Regions from separate parts of the Mus musculus genome. Here all the other regions are linked to region 3. Evidence: chromatin contacts called from public HiChIP or PLAC-seq and promoter capture Hi-C data. All regions are on one chromosome and are shown on one strand. The core of a region is the stretch at or near the end of the contact, and the rest is flanking DNA. Distances in the headings are between cores, read along the strand shown. Region 1 overlaps A930011G23Rik (RIKEN cDNA A930011G23 gene). Region 2 overlaps A930011G23Rik (RIKEN cDNA A930011G23 gene). Region 3 holds the start of Rasgef1b (RasGEF domain family, member 1B).

Evidence for each region. Promoter capture Hi-C pulls out the DNA fragments that hold promoters and counts their contacts. HiChIP or PLAC-seq counts read pairs in DNA pulled down with a chosen protein or histone mark.
Region 1: an H3K4me3 HiChIP or PLAC-seq map of embryonic limb bud shows a contact between it and region 3, with 8 times the contacts expected there. The contact joins the enhancer-like site here to the promoter of Rasgef1b in region 3. A contact is called at or near these places in 11 of 39 promoter capture datasets (the 3T3-L1 cell line, the HPC-7 cell line, cranial neural crest and 5 more), 4 of 484 Hi-C or Micro-C datasets (Sertoli cells, bone marrow-derived macrophages, embryonic fibroblasts and 1 more), 19 of 115 datasets of contacts at active chromatin or transcription factors (bone marrow-derived macrophages, craniofacial prominence, embryonic basal ganglia and 13 more) and 4 of 9 other capture datasets (adipose tissue, liver, macrophages and 1 more).
Region 2: a contact with region 3 is called in a promoter capture Hi-C map of liver, with 7 times the contacts expected there. The contact joins the enhancer-like site here to the promoter of Rasgef1b in region 3. A contact is called at or near these places in 15 of 39 promoter capture datasets (the 3T3-L1 cell line, the HPC-7 cell line, cranial neural crest and 8 more), 1 of 15 datasets of contacts at CTCF or cohesin (the NIH/3T3 cell line), 13 of 484 Hi-C or Micro-C datasets (the HL-1 cell line, Th2 cells, bone marrow-derived macrophages and 6 more), 19 of 115 datasets of contacts at active chromatin or transcription factors (bone marrow-derived macrophages, cardiomyocytes, craniofacial prominence and 14 more) and 3 of 9 other capture datasets (adipose tissue, liver and macrophages).

Annotation. Positions count from the first base shown.
Region 1 is chr5:99,558,236-99,563,041 of GRCm38.p6, forward strand. It overlaps A930011G23Rik (RIKEN cDNA A930011G23 gene), which reads right to left. Exons shown (of 4, transcript NR_030692.1): 2 at 657-710. Among named protein-coding and RNA genes, the nearest start is that of Gm35253, 50 kb to the left of the region's middle. Within about 2 kb of position 1,781, at least 6 of the 459 cell types and tissues checked have an H3K27ac peak or open chromatin away from gene starts, as enhancers often do.
Region 2 is chr5:99,525,807-99,530,530 of GRCm38.p6, forward strand. The region is part of intron 2 of A930011G23Rik (RIKEN cDNA A930011G23 gene); the gene reads right to left. Among named protein-coding and RNA genes, the nearest start is that of Gm35253, 17 kb to the left of the region's middle. Within about 2 kb of position 1,370, at least 21 of the 459 cell types and tissues checked have an H3K27ac peak or open chromatin away from gene starts, as enhancers often do. A contact at or near this core is called in intestinal villus epithelium and liver, where this site is marked.
Region 3 is chr5:99,249,713-99,254,504 of GRCm38.p6, forward strand. Rasgef1b (RasGEF domain family, member 1B) reads right to left here and starts at 3,215. Exons shown (of 14, transcript NM_181318.4): 1 at 3,002-3,215.

The sequences.
Region 1 (4,806 bases), core at 531-3,030, 310 kb after region 3:
TTAGCCATTAGTCAAGTCTTCATGCACCTGCCCTCCCTTATCAATTGATAGTGGCAAAGAATTTATTTGAGTTGTCTAGACTGTGAAATCGCTTCTCCTCCTCTACCAGAAGGACAGGATCTAGTTAAATCGGAGATTAAAGAGGTGGATCAAAGTGACCCCTGGCCCTCAAAGCCAGGAATTAGCCACGACGCCGTGATGGCAGGCAGGCTGCAGGCGTGACCTGTCAGTTGTGGGTGAAGCTAATCCTTTTGCAAAGCATGGTAAGCCTTCTCAAACCCGTGACACTAAACCAGACTTCTATGCTGCAGGACCACTGTCCACAAGGCGAAGTCATTTGGCTACCATTATGCTTGCAATCTAAGACACCTGTAGTTCACTTTACACCACAGGCCTGCGCTTCCTGGTGCCCATCTTGTATAATAAAATATCAGATGATAGCAATATGGAAATATAGGAAGTCATGTTTCTCTATAATAAAATGTGTTAAACAACGATCCCCACATCCTTACGATGATGCCTCCATTTCATACCCTAAAAGATGTTCACAGTATACCATCACCACCCTCAGAGACCACAGCTTCCCAAACACCAGTGATCCTGAGGCAGGCGGTCATCCGAGACTCTGCTGCGCTTCTCACATGCCCTCTCCTTACCTTACTGTAGTCGGATGAGGACTTCTCACCAGCCAGTGTGCTAAAGATGGTGCCCTGTAAGACAGGAAAGCAGAGACACATCAGGTCTCTTCAGAGTGGAAGATGTCACCTTCGCTCTGGCTTCTGGTCCTTGCCACAGATTTCCCTGCATTATTATGTGTCTATCCTTGGCATTTCCAAGGCCACTACCCCAGGTTAGTCCGTTCATTACAGGCAAATGAGGAAATGACTCTCACCTTCATTTTCTTAGACAAAAAGTCAAATGATAATGTCTTTGAAGTGACTTTCATTGTGACCCTGAGCTCTGGAGTAGAGCCTTTTCCTAAGTAAGAGAAAGAGTCTTCATAATGGTTCTCCGGGCTCAGCATCTCCCACTATTTTTATTTCCACACTCTTCCTGTGGCTGACCTCTCGCCTGTACATCTTGGTATGTGTATTTTCTTGGCATGATGTGCCACTTACCAGGCTTTCTAGGATCCAGTGTTGTGTGTGGATTTACATATAAGGCGGTTCTTCTTAAACTATCTCACAAACACACACACACACACACACACACACACACACACACGTAGCCATTGCTAGCCACACAAATGGCTCAGGGTTGTAATCTGCTCCACTTAAGCGCAAAGCTAACGTTCATTTCTAATGATTAAATATCTCCTTTGTAGCCTGTTCTTCTGAGGCAGGCAATAGTGAAAGAAAGTGTCCAATGACCATGTAAGGATAAGTGCAAGATTAATAACAGGAGCGGCTGAGCACCATGTGCCATGGCTCCCTTCTGGGAGTCTCTGTTGGAGGGCAGACTTCACATAATAACCCCACAAAGTGAAGTTCAGGGAAAGGAAGGGAGAAAGGAGAAAGAACTCCTACCTAATGGTAAACCCGCTCTTTAGCCCTCAGATTTTGACTGCTGTCCACTTGTGTGGCTAATCCACAGAATTTTTCTGCATCAGGTCTTTGAACACTCAGGGACAGATGAATCTCTGTTGCAGAGAGGAGAGGGGTATGTTACCCTCCACAGGATGACCCGCTGCCCTTCTGAATTCTATTTCCCTGGGGCCAATAATATCCTTTTGTCTGCTTCAATTGTAACACGAGCCTGTCTTGAGACATTTCCAAACATTTCCTGGGGACAAAACTTCCCCTAGCTGAAAGCAACAGGTCAGACCTCTAACTGAGCTTGTAGAAGTGACCCTGAATTCCATGCGTTGCAAAGAGATTTCCCCCAGGAAACAGAAATCTGGTGGCAGAATTCCTCTGCCCACCACTGAATTCAAGTGTCAGTCTCTATTCTAATGAGGAGGCAGGATCTGAGGAAGGCCTGAATTCCAGCTGCCAAAGACTCCAAGTGGGGCCATCTCAAGAACCACAGCTACATCTTTAACTAAGCCCAAGATATCCCAGCAGATCTGGCAAGGTAGCTCCCTGGCTCAACACTCTTATGGCACCAGCCTGGCAAACTGAGGAGGGAAATGCCCAGATACCACAGCAGGAGGAGAGCACTGACTTCTGAAAGTTGCCCTCTGACCTCTACACATGAGCTATGGCAGCCATGTACCCAAACTTGCACCCATCTCACACACACACACACACACACACACATACACACACACACACACACACACACACACCAACATACACACTCTGGGAAGAGCAATTTAGAACATGTCTTTATATGTCTGGGGTATGCACACATGCACACGTTTGGGTGTGTATATGCACTTTGCATGTTTGGGGTATGCACACATTTGGGTGTGTATATGCACATTGCATGTCTGGGGTATGCACACGTTTGGGTGTGTATATGCACATTGCATGTCTGGGGTATGCACACGTTTGGGTGTGTATATGCACATTGCATGTCTGGGGTATGCACACATTTGGGTGTGTATATGCACATTGGTGCATGTGCATTCAGAGGTCAGAGGTCAGGTGTTTTCCTCATTTGGTCACCATGATGTCGTTCAGGATGGGGTCTCTTTAATTTGGAGCTCACAAGTTCAGCTAGCTGGGGGGCCAATGAGCTGCGGAGATCTGCCTAGCTCAGCCTCAACAAGCTCTGGGTTGACTGACTGCGCCACCGAACCCAGGTTTTACATGGGTGCTGGCGATCCAAACTTAGATTCTTGAGCTGTATGGCGATTGTGTTACAGACTGAGCCATCTCTAAAGACCCGAGGGATATCTGAAACTTCAGACCTGAGTGCCATAATCCCAGGAGAAATGACCCACAAAATTAAACAATACCATTCATTCCCTTTCTTTAGAGCAATCCCAGGTGAAATGCACTAGGAGAAGAAAAGAGTCAGAAGCAGACAAAAAGAGCTTCACACATAAAAACGGATACATCCGGCTACAAATGTTGCATTTGCAAAAAGAACCTGAACCAAAGGACAAAGCACAGTAAAGTCTGAACACCTGGGAGGAATGGCCCTGTCCGTGACAGTCCCCAGCCTTCATTTAGGGACTCTCTAAGGAGATTTTACTTATACACTTGGTCAATTTCATGCCATTCCCTTCAAAAGACTTGCAGTGGCATCCAGTTTCCTAATGGCAACTATTGTGAATGACTCTGGGTAGGTCTTCTGAACCTTCCCATAACGTGCTCGGCTTAATTACTGAAATGGAAGACTCAAAGCCTGGTAACTGGGCACACTGTGACCTTCTTGACTATTGCATCAATATTTTTTTCTACGAAAGGAGAAACTCCTAATGAGTCACCACCATGAACGTTTGTATTAGGGCTGTGTTTATCACATTACACAGGGCACAGCCAAGCAAGGTATCTTTTTAAAATCCCCAGCTTCAAAACCTTATTCTTGAGATGACCTGCATGGGCTGGACAGTACCTGATGTTGACAATTAATTTCCCCAAATACGCTTAGAAAGTAAAACCCTGCCTTTGTGTATTTATATGCTGATTCCCAAAATGCCTCTTATAGGATCTCTGTTTTTAGCATTAGGATTTGACTCGCAAAGGGCTTGCGGGTGGAGCCCGTTATAGGAAAGGACACTGGAAATTTCCTGCTTGTTCTTCATTAGTCTCATATATCTTAAAGGAAATAAATTTACCAGATCTACCTCCCCCCCCCAAAAAAAATCCAGACATTTGTGGTATCCTTTTCTCTTAAAAAAAAAATAATAAATTCAAAAGCAGGTTTTGATAGGAGGAAAGCAAAGAGACTTGGGTCATGAGGGCATTGGGCACTCACGGTAAAGGAAAACCATCTGGGGGCACAGGGGTCACAGTGTAGACGCTCTACAAAGCAAACTGTGAAATGGAAATTACAGGCAAGGGGTATTCTTGGTGTGTGTAGTAGGGGATGGTCACAGGATAGAGTGGAGGACAGCCATCAGCTTCAGTGCAGGCTCACCAAAGGTCTCAGCCAACCTCATAGGAAGCTCTGAAGATAGGAGATACCCAGTGGGAACACGGAACTCAAAGCGCTGCCCCAGAAAGAGATAAGAGTGTGCTGGGTCACAAGACTCTTTCCATCCAAGAGTGAGAGTCCTCCACTGGCCAGAGCGAGGAGATCAGTCTGGAACGTGGCTGAGCCTGCTATATTACACTCTATTTTAACACACCCTTACCTAGGACAGGCCTTGCTTGTAACCTATTTAAACATGACTTCTTACTGTAGAATAACATTTGCTGGTCTTTTGTAACGTCTTGGACAAACTATCAAGTGGGCCACCTACCCAGGAGCCTAAGCCCTAACCCTTGGCTTCCTAACATGGCTCCTTGTTGATCTTGGGCCTTTAATTCAACACGCCGAAACGAGAAACCCTATGTCCTTTTTCTTCCAGTGCCAATTTGCTAATACAAAGAGGAGCCTGATTGCATCAGGCACGATCTTTGGAAATTCCTAAGGATGGTGGCTACTTCTTTCCCCACATCTGCTAACAGAAGTACACGCCACAGAATGCCATGGCCAGCTCTTCATTATCTTCTGAGGTACAAGAAATTTTTTTCTAGGTGTCTCAGTTACAGGTGTAGTAAGCTCTCCAGAGAAGAAGAACCCGTAGGCTGTATAAAAACCTAACGAGAAGGCATTGTGAGATTTGATTAATTCCACTGAGAGGTCTGAGGAGTCCCACAGGCTGGAGAACCAACCTGGGAAGCCAAAGGTGTGATTCAACCTAAGCTGAAG
Region 2 (4,724 bases), core at 120-2,619, 270 kb after region 3:
ACACATCAGAATGTTAACCTGATATACAGTCTTACCACCGACCTACCATCTGCTTTCCCAAGATAAGAAAGGCTGTGTCTCAAGAACCATTTCCAAGGCTGTGTCTGCATTCCTGAGAGCTAAGCAATGATCTAATTATATTATTATTACTCACTTAGTTTATTTTGGTTTTGTTTTAATTTTCGGGGTAAGCAGATTGGAAAGTAGGGGGACGAGTGATCACACTGTCTATTGTTTCCTGAAAGATCTCACTGTAGTCTGTTTCCCAGGGATGTGGTAATAATGGCTGCCCCACAGATCAGGGCAAAGAAAAGAGTAAAGACAGAAATCCGATTTTTCATAAGTAGGGGTTAGAGAGATGGCTCGGGCAGCTGAAGGCACTTGCTAATCTTGTAGACGAACCACATTTGGTTCTTAGAACCAACATGGAGGCTCAAAACTGTCTGTGACTCCAGGTGTGGGTGATTGGGTGCTGCCTTCTGTCCTCTGCGTGCACAGGGCACACAGAGGATATGCGTACAACATCCATGCAGGCACGTGTACATATGACAAAAAAATAAATCTTTATAAAGGAAGATATTCACAAATGAGCCTAGGTGTGTGGTATGCCAACCCTGTTCTTTCTCTTCCAATGTGATTCCTGGAAGAAACTAATTTGTCCATGATACATCTGTCCACTGTGGCTCTCGAAGGCCTTCTTTCCTGGACTTGGGTCATCACTGATCGACTAGGCTAAATATTCCGTCCAAAGCATCCACCCAGGCTTGAAACCAGGAGTCTCTCGACAAAGCTCAGCACTAATAACTTCAGGGTTGACAGACAGTCCACCACATGTTCTAGCCAGCAAAGGAAGATGGCCCCAAAGGAAATGAAGCCACTGAGCTGGAATCAGAGACCTGAAAATCCCAATGTCTACTCCTAGTCCCTTTCTGAAGCTGGACTACCTTCCCAACTCTCAGACCCATTCCTGGTGTCTTAGAAACAAGCCATGGTTGTTCATTAAACCTCTTGGAGTTAATTTCTACTCCCTTCAGCCCAGCCCCCATGCTGATACCACGAGGGTTTATTTTGGTTTGGGGAAGGATAAGGAGCCACACTGTCGCCTTTCTGGTCAGACACAGTCGTTGTAGAAATTACCTCTTTCCCATGGAGTCCTCTGAGCCGAGACTGGAATTTGGTACATTAGTCATACCTACATTCCACCATCTCTGTCACCTTCTTTACGGAGCAAAGTCCTGCATGAGTGGTGTTCTGAACAAATACATTGTTTGACAGGAGGCAGCCATGCCAAGGATCTAGGCCTTGAACTTAGGGGAAGTTGGCAAAGCTTTTCTCCTAGGTGAGGCTACAAAAGACAACGCCCTCTTCAGTCCCAAGCATGAGTGTTTACAAACGACTGACCAGTATGAGCTACAAGAACAACTGCAGAGGCCTCCTCCCAGATGTGCTGTGCAGAACAAACAGTCCGAGGTTCTCAGTCACTGAGGTGGCTGGTGCCGCCTTACCAGAGTGCACACAGTCCTTGTGTCTGTCCTTTCTTCAGATCCTCGACGCCCTTAGACAGGATCCCAGGACCAAACTCTGTGGGATGAGCTCTCTTCTAACTACAGCAAGCTGAAATGCACTAATCTTGAATGTAAAAAAAAAAAAAAGTATATACAACATTCTCTTTGCTAGAGCCTAGCAGATGTGCAGCTGGCCTCTGAGACGTGTATTTTTTTTAATAGGCCATAAAAGGATATCATCCCCGTTGATGGGATTCTGTAGCCTCCTGGGGGAGGAGTTGCACATCATGAATATGTAAGAAGAGAAAGAATGAGCATGAGGAATGCTTGCTGACTTCTTAATTTCATTTTTATTCCCATTTTCCTTCTTAATCTCCTTGTGCAGAGCGAAAACCCACACTGGTTCATTACCTATCTCTCCATCTCTACCACAAGTCCATGTCCATTCTGTCTGCCAATCCCATGGCACTTCCTGATCTCCCAATGCATCCACACATATGTCTATAATATTATATTCTAAACACATCATTTGATGTGCATTTTACCTCTCTCTCTCCCTCCCTTCCCCTCTCCTCCCTCCATCCCCCTCCCCTTCTTCCCCCTCCCTCTCTATCTCTTCCTCCCCTCACTATGTCCCCCTTCCCCTGTCCCTTCTATGTCCCCTTCATAACCACCAGGCTATATATTTCAAGAGGCTGGGACTCACTGCTATAGCCCCAGTGCCTCCATCATATGGACGGGTCCAGATCCATGCAACAGATCTTTTATATTTCCGGCTTCTATTTCCTTGACTAACTGTGACTGGTGCAGAAATTAACAGATTACAGAGACAACGAGGCCTGATATTAGGGGTCAGAGTTTATTGTCCCCAGGCATTTCTTTCCTAGCCTTTCTGTTCCGTGATTTTACAAGTAGCCATACAGACTAATGGGAACCTCAGAACCTTTCAGCACATCTAACCAACACTTCAAGTTTTCTCCAAGTTCTTCAAGAATGGTTTTCTAGATTGAATAAAAGTATACTCTTAATTCAAACCTCCATTCGACTATCTTCTTTCTTTGGAATGTTTTGGGACTTCCCTTTATTCCTGTTTTTCCCTTTATATATCTTGTGACATGGCATTTATTTATCTAGCCAATAACTTCAGTCATGAATGCCAATAAAACTTTGTTATAGCAACTTGAATATGGATACAATCTCTAAGACCTTTTTTTACTCTTTAACATTAAAATTGTTTTCGTCCTGTTTGCCACAGTCTCCCCATATCATCTTCCTTTGATCCAGAACCAGGGGTGTGACTTGGTGGTGTGCGCTTTGTGTATACAGGCCCTGGGTTCAATGGTCAGGACCTAGAGAAGACTGTGCAGCACAAGGGTGAGCCCGTTGCTCTGCTGGAATGTTCTCTCCTCTGGGCGTTTGTGCTCTTCACTTCCCAGGCCATGCCTGATCTTATGAGAGTTTGTGACCTTGTCTTTTGGGATTACGTTTTGTCAGCTCTCCTTCCCGCTCTCCTGCATTTCCTGACTCAATCCTACCTTCAAAGCTTCTGCCCTGGATGTGACAGCCATTTCTAGTTCATAGGCAGAGTGCCCCTTTTCTTGTGTGTGTGTGTGTGTGTGTGTGTGTGTGTGTGTGTGTGCATGTATGTATGTGTATGCGTGTATGTTATATGCATGTATGTGTATATGTGTGTATGTGTGTGCATGTAAGTATATATGTGTGCATGTATGTGTATATGTGTATGTGTATATGCATGTATGTGTATATGTGTGTATGTGTGTGCATGTAAGTATATATGTGTGTATGTATGTGTATATGTGTATGTGTATATGCATGTATGTGTATATGTGTGTATGTGTGTGCATGTAAGTATATATGTGTGCATGTATGTGTATATGTGTGTATGTGTATATGTGTATGTGTATATGCATGCATGTGTATATGTGTGTATGTGTGTACATGTAAGTATATATGTTGCATGTATGTGTATGTGTGTGTGTCGTGTGTATATTACATCATTGTGTGCATGGGGAGGTGCATGCTAGTGATGTGCAGAGGTCAGAGACCGATGCTGGTGTCTTCTTCAGTAATTCTCCACCTTATTTTTTTCAGACAAGTTTTCTCACTGAGCCTGGGGCTTAGTGATTTATCCAGACTGGCTGGACATCAAACCCAGAGAACTGGGACCTCTGCCTCCCCAGACTGCAGGCACGGTCCCCATTCTTGACTTTCTATGCGGTGCTGCGGTCTGAACTTGTATCTCCATACTTCTTTGTTTAAATAGGATTTTAACTTCTTCCCATGTTTCCCTATTGAGTTCCTAGCTTCTTAAGAAGAAACAATTCATCTGTGGCCATGGCTGAGGTGTCGGGGGCACTGCTCACTCACGCGTCATGCCTTGTCATTCCTTGTGTGGAACATGGCTATTGCTAATGTCATTAATCAGCGCTTACCTTCACACTCACACTGCAAACCACACTGGGATGTGGGCTTCAGTCTCAGGTCCCGGTCCGTCTACTCTAAGGTGTCCGCTTTAGTCGTTACCGCTCTTTCCTCATGACTGCTTTAGACATTGCCACTCTTGCCCCTGTGACATAAACCCAATTCCTCCCCAGACTGCCCCTTTTACAACACAGAAAGCTACAAGTTCTTAAATAGATTTTTCATCATTAGTATGTTTTGAAGAGGATGTGCATTTATGAATCTTTTATTTTTTACAGTCTACACCTTCCAACTGGGATTCCATGCAAGAGACATCAAGCCTGCACTCACCTTCCACCTTGAATAAGTGGTTTAATTTTACATTCATTTTAATTGTTGGATCTAAAATACCAGGACATCTATCTTTTCTCTGGCCACACAGGTGGCTCTTACTTTTCTCTTACCTCCCTCTGCATCCTCTGCTTCGATGCTAGCTTGGATGCACTTCCCTAACAACTGGCATCACTTGTCCATCCTTATCCCTTGAATGAAGTAAGAGCCCACTTCCTCCGATGGCTCCTTTCTCTTCCTTGGTCCTCTTTTGCCTCCATCTCTAATAGTTCCAGGTGGCTTGCCATTTGTCATTCAGCTTGCCTATTTGGCTTAGTTTTGAAAATGTGAATCAAGAGAACAACGTATTGGGGCTGAACGCAGAGGTCAATGGAGTACCTGGTGTTGCTACAGACAGAGGCTAAGAATATGTCTGTCTCTAGTTCTGGCCCAGCTTTAAATAAATTT
Region 3 (4,792 bases), core at 1,965-4,464:
ATCAGCTGAAATGTTTTTTTTCTGACCCCGCCTTATTGATAATTATTCAATTTTTTAAAAAATATTCTCACAACAAAGAAAAGGAAAAGACAACTCAAGAAACTACTAAATCCCTATCTAAGTTCACCAAAGGAAGAATGCTGGCCACCCTTTTCATCCTCATGTGCTCAGAAGACACCTGCCCATGTGACAGGCTGCCTCCATCCTGGCTTGGCCCACTTTAACATCGACGGAGGTAGGAGGTTGCAACAAAATAAAACAGCTGCGACAGGCATACAAAGGCCCCCTAAGTCATCTCCTTTAACTTCCTGTGTCCACGTCACAGATATCACAACTACAGAAAGAGGGCAGGGGTCTCCTTAGGGCTCCCCATCTGCCCAGACTCATTCCCAGGGCGGGTCTGCTAAGCCAAAGCAGTCAATGCCCATACATATCTAATTTTTGTAGGTTTAACTGATGAGCCAATAAAAGCATGGACAACCGTATATAGTTATACAGTTCTCGAAAAATGACAGGAGTGGAGTCAGATAATACTTAAATTCAATTACTTACCCTCTCCCCCCACCCCCACCCCCACCCCAGCCACCACCCCCACCACCAAATCCTCTCCAGGACAATCAGCCAATGTGAAAGACTTCACAGATCTCTTTAAAGCTGTTTCATTTGTTTTCTAGGTTTCTGTGCCATTAGTATTAACCGTCTCTCCAACCCTTGCTTGGCATTCCCGATTCTCCTTCCAGGCAAAGCTGAGAACTTCCTTTCCCTGTCTCCTTCCTAAGTATTCCCCCTCGGAATGTTCAGGTTCATTTCTTCTAGGTAACTTCTGTAGAGTGAACAGGGTGGTCCCATGGTTTTCTATACGATACTAGGATCCCTACTTGGCCTACACAGGTCCATGTGCCCACATCACTCTCTGTTCTCTTACCCACCTTCTTCCCTCCAGAGGAATAATTTTTACCTGGTTCATTTGGCCTATGGTGCTCTAATAAACAGTGAAGTTAATGTTACAAGAATGAGATATTAATGACATTACAGGAGTATTATGCTGAGCAATGACCACAGCGATATTCAGCTATCTATACTTCAGGGTACACTAGATTAGATGCTGACGCTAGAGAATGGCAATGCAGATGCATCCCGCTGAGGACCTTCCCACAAGGCCAGGTCCAAAGTGTGGTAGCACAGACACCTCGGGCAGCATGACAGGAAAGCTGAAAAGCTGAAATAAGGAAGTCCTAGGCCAGGATCCTTAGTAGCCAGAAGGGCTGGCACCTCCAGGAAAACAAAGGCTTGCCTGACACAGGAGAGCGACTTGCTCACCAGAGGCTGATGTTATCTCACGTGCCAGCAAATCTGCCTGAAAGGGAAAAGCAGCCAGGGCTGTTGCTGAGCCCTGACTTCTGTCAAAAAATGCCCTGGGTCCTCAGTAACTCAAACATTGCTCCCTGCCCCAAACAAAACTGTCCTTAGTGCATAACACTGTTTAACTGGCTGTCATTTATTTTCTCTGCATCCTCAACAGCCAAACATTTTTTACTATTATTATTCCCTTTAAGAAATCAATTCTTCGTGCACTTTGAACCTCACATGACCGGTTCTCTCCTCCTAAATCTTCAAATCAGCTACACACTATCTTCTCTTTTTAAATCTCCTTGTTTAATCCTCTTCGCATTGGCTGACCACCCTGGTCACAACTATGTCCAATTAAAGCAGTCATCACATGCCACGCTCCAGCTACTGCACTCATGAGGAGTCATTATTCACCATCTGAGTCTGACTGCGCCAGACATCAGTCAAGAGCTCGATAACCTTATTCCTGGATTCTTCCCCGCTTTATCCTCCCAGCTCAAGACCCGTCCTCCCAGTGAGACACTGTCAGGGCTAAATATAGCTCTACGCACACCAGCAGTTCCAGGCCATTGTCACATGGCGCTGCTGACGAAGGACTCCTTGGAGACGCGTTCACCCAAACATACATACACAAGTATGCGTGCATATTTATCCATATACACCATACGCCCCGAATCCATCTGCAAACGGGCACATTTACATTCACAAGAGAAAACTGCAGCCCAGATGCTCTCCTAGCGCCCTTTACCACGCTGTGCGAGAGAACACCTCGCCGCACTGTCAGTGCCTTAGCCACAGTGCTTCGCCTGAACTGAACCAATTTGGATGGGGTAAGGTGGCAAGGAATAGTCAAATCACACGCACACTCAGAGAGAGAGACAGAGAGACAGAGACAGAGCGATAGAGCGAGAGAGCGAGAGAGAACACCTCCGTTTCCGCGTTTGCCCTTTTCTCTAGTACAGTGCTGCTGAAGTTATTCCCGGGGCTCTCCAATAAAGAGGAGCCTCCCTCACGCACTCAGCCCACGAGGCTACCAGGTACCCCGGGCCACGTTATTATCACCCAGGCTAGTGTCCGAAGGCAACTCACCTGGGTCACAAAGCAAAACAAAAAACAGGCTACTTGTTCAAGTTTGCATACGAGCCTGGGGAACACACAAGTCCTGTTTCCCTGACTGTTCCTGGGAGTCAGACCTTAAATTATAAGGAAACTGCAGCAAAAAATAAACAACAGCCTGAACACTCTCAAGCACCCTAGGAAACTAGCCAAAAAGTACATGGAAACAACCCTAGGTATGCACAAGAAGCTGAGAGGGAAAGCAAAAAGGATGAACGAGACTCCAACTCAGACAAACCCTCAATATCTAAGATCTCCAAACAGAAGGCCTGGCCGGGGCGAGGCGCAGCACAGCGTCCCCAGATCCCCGGGTCCCCGGGTCGTCAGTGCTCAGCCCCGCACCTGTTGGGAGCGCGGCAGCCCGGGGCACGGAAGCAGCAGGCGCGAGAACTCCTAGTTCTGTGGCTCTGCCAATGCTCGCCAGCCGAGGATCTCCCGCCACGCCGGGGCGCACTGGACAGCCGGCGCCGTTCCGGAGCAGCGCCGGCGCAGCCCGCTCCCGCCATCCCGCCGCGGGGTCCCCTGGAGCACCTACCCGCACACAGCTCGGAGCCTCTGCCTCCTGGCTGCCGTACCGAGGCGCCCCAAAAGGCGAGCTCAGGACCGGGAAGGGTCGAACGCCAGAAGAAAGGGAAAACCCGCCGATCCAGTCGGGGTCCTTGTTTATACTGAAACTCCAGCCCGAGCCGCGCACACCCCCTTGCTGGGGAAATGCCCGCCTCCTGCCGCAGGCCACGCCCCCGCCCGCCGCAGGCCACGCCCATCCTGCGCTGGCCAATCGTGGCGCAGCTCTCCGCCCACGCCGCCCTGCAGCGGGCGCTCGGGGACTTGCCAGGGTTCCGCGGGTAGGGACTCCCGTGACGCTGCGGCCGTACCCACCCACGCTGCAGAGGCTGGCTTGCTGGCGCAGCGGGTCTCCGCAGCCTGGGCAGGGCCCACTCCGGCGCGCGTTTCCTCCTTCGTGTCGCTGCCCGCGGCTGTTTGTGCACTCATGTGTCGCCGAGTGTGTATTCATTTGCCTTGTGTGCTCTACCTGTAAATACCGGCTCGACTCGTTGTACAGTATCTATTATCATAATTATGAGCTGAAGGTTACTGTCCGTGTAACTTTCGGAGGAGATCTGAGAGGAACCACGAAGCACTTGCTGAGTGTTGGGTATTGTAATAAACGCTGGGGGCACACTGGTGGCCGCAACCGGCTGGTCCCAGAAGCTTACTGGCTCCTGGAGGGCAAACGCTAAATAAACTGCTATTCAATCCACATGTAAAATTACAGGTGTTAGAACTTTCGCAAAGGAAAGGAAGATACTCTAGTGTGTAAGGCTGGTCCTCGGTGAAGGTTGTTTTTATCATTGTAGACAGCTACTTAATTGAATCAGCCATTGAATACCTGATAACTATTTTAGAAAAGAAAAAAATAAATATAGAGGTAAGAACTCAATACTCTCCTACGCGTGATAGAAAGGTAAGGGAAGAAGTTGAAATAAAGATACCTTACCCATGGGGGGAAATGCACAAGATTTGGAGACTTTGCAGCTGTGACCCTGAGTATGAAAAGCAGGCTTTGTAAGCTTCCGTTCATACATAAACACTGTAGGACCATCCCATAGACTGTAATTGGCCTTATTAACATGGAGCAACACGGTTCCTCCTCTAAGGTCCCTGCATCTTCTCTCTGGGATGGAAAGAGCCTCTTTTAACCTAACGTTCATGTTCCTTGGCTGGTCTTGGCTGGTCCCTGTCTCTCTCATACTTCCTGCTTCACTATCCTACGCATATTCTACAGATGCTTCTCCTTAAGCCCCGCAGTTTATTCTAAAAACCCTGAGCCTTTTGTTTATCTCTGGTGTCTGTTCTGTGAAGGAGAATGGGTCCACACAAGGAGCCGACTTCCATCCTGAGTCAATTAACAAGTAGACCATATGACACTGGGCAAAGCACACTCTTCCTGCTCACATAGCAAGAAACTAAAAGGGCTGAACTAAACCAGTATTTCTTAGTAGTGCCACCAGAAAAGCCCTTTGTAACATCTGTGAGCTCTCAAGACTGCTGAGAAGGCAACCCAGACAGCTGCCTTTTTACTTCCTGAAGTCTTTGCTGCTAAGCAAAAGATGAAATGTTCACTTTAGAATCTAAAAATGTAAAGCAGATACCACTATGATATTGACACTGTTTTACCTTATTCTGGTTGGCCTTTCAGGGTCCTTCTAGCTCCAATGTGAAAACTATTAGTTGTGGATACACCTTAGGAGCCAGCATTCCTAACCATAGCCCTGTGTCTATCACACAGACACCTGTGAAACCCTCCTCAAGGCACTGTAGGCCT